2 separate regions of the Sus scrofa genome follow, and region 2 is linked to region 1. Evidence: chromatin contacts called from public Hi-C data. All regions are on one chromosome and are shown on one strand. The core of a region is the stretch at or near the end of the contact, and the rest is flanking DNA. Distances in the headings are between cores, read along the strand shown. Region 1 has its middle 30 kb from the start of PRIM1. Region 2 has its middle 43 kb from the start of SDR9C7.

Region 1 (2,700 bases), core at 35-2,534:
CACACCTTACCTAGGTCAAACAAGCCAATTGGGAAGTATATTTGCTTCAAAGATAACCACGAAGTTTTACTGTTAAGAAGTAGAAAGAAATCCTCAAGATTTATAAGAGAAAAGTGGACAAAGGAAAAGAAAATCTGCATGGCCATAAACATTCAAAGTATGCTTATTTTAACTAGCTTGGGGAAATGCAATGTCAAGTCACAGTCTCACATTCATCATACTGCCAAAAAATGAAAAGCCAGCCAACACCAAGAGTGAAGGTACAGATTAATGGGCGACACTACACTTCTGGTTCAAGGGTGAATTTGTAGACCACTTTGGTAAGCAGTTTGGAAAATACCTGATGAGGCTGAAGTGCTTTACCCTATGACTCAACAATTCCACTCCCAGATACAGATCATTAATATGAAATGTAAACATGAAGACCTGTACAAGAATCTTCATTGCTCTATTGTTTGAAAATGATAAATTGAAAACAATTTATCTGTCCATTCACAGGATAATGGATAAACTGTAGTATATACATACAATGGTTAGTTGGCCTATCTCTCTCTATCTATTCATCCATCCATTCATCCATCTACTTGATGGTTAACATGAATGAAATTAATGATACTGTATTTCTTAGGTTTGGTGTTAGTTACACAGATACAGGTGTTAATATTTTTACTATCTTATAGCACTCAAATATTTAATAATGTAAAGTCATAGCCGGAGTGCCCGTTGTGGCGCAGTGGTTAACGAATCCGACTAGGAACCATGAGGTTGCAGGTTCAATCCCTGGCCTTGCTCAGTAAGTTAAGGATCCGGTGTTGCCATGAGCTGTGGTGTAGGTTGCAGACACGGCTCGGATCCCATGTTGCTGTGGCTCTGGTGTAGGTCGGCGGCTACAGCTCCGATTAGACCCCTAGCCTGGGAACCTCCATATGCTGCGGGAGCAGCCCTAGAAAAGGCAAAGACAAAATAAATAAATAAATAAATAAAAAGTCATAGCCTGTAATCTCAAACTGTAAAAATAACTTCTTTAAACACCTATTACTATGCTTTGTGTACAGCAAACAGTAAAAACATTTGTTGAATATAAAAAATGAACATTTTTTCAATAGAGAATAGTAATTTTAATCTACTTTTCTATGTTCTCATTTTAGTGGATACTGTGGGAAATTTTACTGAGGCAAAATTTTACTGTTTTAAAAACATTGTTTGTTCAAGTAGATCATTAATAGGCACATCTGTTTATCTTGTCAACTGATGTAAGTAAGGTGTGGAATGCCTGAAGAGCATGAGCTTACAAAACGCCTTAGTCCTTGGGAAAGAAATCGTCATTGCACATGTCAATAAAATTTTAATCTCTATGACTTTCCTTCCACCTAGTAATTTTTAAATAAATATTTGCTGAATGACACAAAAAACAGGAAATATAAAATTATATGAAGTGTCAACGCTCTTTTTCTGATGCTCTGGGAGGGAGGTTTTCTTGAGAAGTCAGCAATCCTAGCAGCAAGAGTTAAAATTTAAATTGCTGACTGCAACACAAAAGAGTGAGAGCTATCTATGCATGTTTAGGAGTTTTCTCTCATAGACTATACTTTTTTTTTTTTTTGTCTTTTTAGGGCTGTACCCGAGGCACATGGAGGTTCCCAGGCTAGGGGTCTAATCTGAGCTGTAGCCTAAAGCCTATGCCACAGCCACAGCAATGCCAGATCCAAGCCATGTCTGCAATCTACACCACAGCTAATGGCAATGCCGGACCCTTAACCACTGAGCGAGGCCAGGGATCGAACCCACAACCTCATGGCTCCTAGTCAGATTTGCTTTTGCTGTGTCACAACAAGAACTCTGACTATACTATTTTTTAATGCTGGAAGCCTCTGAATATTCATTTAGATCTGCTAGACAGGGTAAAAAATAAAAACAGAGATCTGTTAATGAATTAATCTCTTCAGCAACTGGCGTTGGGAAAGCTGTACAGCTGCATGTAGATCAATGAAGTTAGAACGTTCCTTCACACTACACAAAAAAAGAAGCTCAAAATGGCTTAAAGACTTAAATATAAGGTACGACATGATAAAACTCCTAGAAGAGAACATAGGCAAAACATTCTCTGACATAAATTGTAGCAATGTTTTCTTGGGTCAGTCTCCCAAGGCAACAGAAATAAAAGCAAAAATAAATAATGAGACCTAATCACACTTATAAACTTTTGTACAGAAAATGAAACCATAAACAAAACAAAAACAACCTACAAAATGGGAGAAAATACTTGCAAATGATGCAACCAACAAGGGCTTAATTTCCAAAAAGTACAAACAGCTTATACAACTCAAATAGAAACTAAACAACCCAATCAAAAAATGGCAAAAGACCTAAATAGATATTTCTCCAAAGAAAACATAAAGATAGCCAATAGGTACATGAAAAGATTCTCACCACTAATAATTAAATCAAAACTACAGTGAAATAGCACCTCACACCAGTCAGAATGGCCATCATCAAAAAGTTCACAAATTATAAATGCTGAAAAGGATGTGGAAAAAAAGCAACCCTCCTACACCATTGGTGGAAATGTACACTGGTGCAGCCACTAAGGAGACAGTATGGAGATTCTTTAAAAGACTAAAAACAGAGGTGCCATATGGTCTAGCAATCCCACTCCTGGGCATATATCTGGAGCAAACCATAATTTGAAAAGATAGTGCA
Region 2 (2,778 bases), core at 57-2,556, 88 kb after region 1:
TGTCCAGATATATTCCTAGGAGTGAGATTGCTGAATCATATGATAATTCTATTTTTAGTTTTCTGAAGAACCTCCATGCTTTTTCCATAGTGGTTGCATCAATTTACATTCCCACCAACAGTGTAGGAGGGGTCTCTTTTCTCCATACCTTCTCCAGCATTTGTTATTTGCAGACTTTTTATTTTTTTTTTTTTTTTTTTTTTTTTTTTTTTTTTTTTTAATTTTTTGTCTTTTTTTGTCTTTTGTTGTTGTTGTTGCTATATCTTGGGCCGCTTCCGCGGCATATGGAGGTTCCCAGGCTAGGGGTTGAATCGGAGCTGTAGCCACCGGCCTACGCCAGAGCCACAGCAACGCGGGATCCGAGCCGCGTCTGCAACCTACACCACAGCTCACGGCAACGCCGGATCGTTAACCCACTGAGCAAGGGCAGGGACCGAACCCGCGACCTCATGGTTCCTAGTCGGATTCGTTAACCACTGCGCCACGACGGGAACTCCTATTTGCAGACTTTTTAATGATGGCCATTCTGTCCAATGTGAGGTGGTACTTAATTGTAGTTTTGATTTGCATTTATCTAATAATTAGTGATGTTGAATATCTTTTCATCTGTTTACTGGCCATCTGTATGTCTTCTTTGGAGAAATGTCTACTTAGGTCTTCTGCCCATTTTTTGATTGGGTTGGTTTTTTGTTGTTGATACAACCTTTCTTAAAACAAATGAACAATACAGGGACAAGGAAGATCCTTTCATGTTTGCAGATTTGCAAACCATTTTGATTTAACTGGAATGAGAGGAGTGCAGTGGTTAGACAATGTGCATATGTAATAACACATACATATGAAGATAAGATTACTTGGGTTTTTAAAAGCCTGCTGCAGATGCCAATTTTTAAAAATTATAGGATCATAACTTTGATAGGGAATTGGCTGAGAGGAAAGATAGAGAGAGATATATAAGTAGCAGAGGACACATGGAATCAGTAGTAAAACTGACTGCGTTTAAAACTGTCATTTCTTCCAAGCTTATCATGATGCCCTGCTCTGAAGAAAACTCTTTGCTGGCATTCTCTCTCTTAATCCTCAAAATGACCCTGAGAAGCAAGTTATAATTATCATCATCTTACCACTACACACAGTGCCGTTTTGGAAACAACAATCTGAGAAGAGGGGGTGTCATGAGCCCTCATGAAATGGCACAAGTGACCACTTAGTTGCAGCAAGAGCAGTGGAGTTGTCCAATGTGAAGGGACCAGCTTCCTAGACTGAGAGGACAGTGACCCTCCACACTTTGTATTCACCCATGATCAAAGTGCAAAACTTCATCCAGAGACAAAGGTTGGATGACTTGCTTGAGGCAAATTTGGCTCAGATGAGGGCTATTGGCTGTGTGACCTTGGACAAATTAGGTAACCTCTCTGAGCCTGTTTCCTCTTCTGTAAAACAGGAGAAATAACATTTCTTAAGCTTAAGTGTGGCTCGGATCTGACATTGCTGTGGTTATAGTGTAGGCTGGCAGCTGTAGCTCTGATTCAACCCCTAGCCTGGGAACTTCCAGGTGCTGCAAGTGTGGCCCTAAAAAGCAAAAAAAAAAAAAAAAGAACAGCTCATTTACTTAATTTTCATAAAATGATATGAAAACCAAACTGACATCCCCTGCCCACTCCTAACTCCCTCTGTCTCTTTCTTTCTCTTTCTCACACCACACACACACACACACACACACACACACACACACACACACACACACAGATGTCTTATACCCGTCCCTTGGGCGACCCATCTCCTGCTCCGTGGTTCATACAAGAACCCTGGGCTTACACTGAATGAAAAAGTTGTCTACCATTTTCCATCCCCAGAAGAAGTGCTAAATTGGAAATAATTTTTTTTCTTTGTTTTTGCTTTTTAGGTCCATACCCGTGGCCTATGGAAGTTCCCAGACTAGGGGTTGAATCAGAGCTGCAGCTGCTAGCCTACACCACAGCTCACAGCAATACCAGAACTGAGCTGCGTCTGCAACCTACACCACAGCTCACAGCAACACCAGATCCTTAATCCACTAAGTGAGGCCAGGGATCAAACCCATATCCTCATGGATACTAGCCAGATTTGTTACCACTGAGCCACAACGGGAACTCCTAGAAATCATTTATTCTAAAACTGGACATTGGAAACCAGAAATGTTGGGTTGACTCTTCAAGGGTACTTAAGAATATCATATTCAGCCAAGTCTTCTGAATCATAATTGTTGTGGGATTTGCCAGGACTTGGCATTATATTGGAGTCAGTGGCCATCAGTGCATTTGGCTTGAACTCGCATGTAGCATCTGTACCCTTTAGCGGGCCCTAAAGTGGGTCTACCTCTCTTACTACACGTTTTTACTGGGTTCCCAGTTAGAAGCAGGTGTCTTTCCAGGAAAGGTAGTTAGTGAGAGAGAGGAATGTAACATAACGTAGCAGAGAACTAAGTGTGGGGATATGAAACAATTAACATGTGCCCCTTACTGTCTGTCCCTGGAAACAGATCAATTTGATTAAAGCAATAACATTCATACATAGGTACAATCTATGACAAAATGGAAGCCTTCTTCAACCACATGGAGGAAGGAGACCTATGAGAAAAGTCCAGGTAAGCATGAGAGGGCTGATGGGAGATCACAAGCCCTCTGTCTTATTCCTAAACTCTACCACGACACTGTGGGTAGATTCTTTCTGATATTAGTAAAGATCTCACCTTGTTTTCCATGACACTGCCGAGCCTGTAGCATTTCTATCTAGCTT

What was found. Hi-C and Micro-C count contacts between places; a contact is called where the count stands out from the background.
Region 2: a Hi-C map of liver shows a contact between it and region 1, with 4 times the contacts expected there. A contact is called at or near these places in 1 of 5 promoter capture datasets (liver) and 5 of 47 Hi-C or Micro-C datasets (liver and skeletal muscle).

Annotation. Positions count from the first base shown.
Region 1 is chr5:22,118,402-22,121,101 of Sscrofa11.1, forward strand. No RefSeq gene overlaps it. Among named protein-coding and RNA genes, the nearest start is that of PRIM1, 30 kb to the left of the region's middle.
Region 2 is chr5:22,206,760-22,209,537 of Sscrofa11.1, forward strand. No RefSeq gene overlaps it. Among named protein-coding and RNA genes, the nearest start is that of SDR9C7, 43 kb to the right of the region's middle.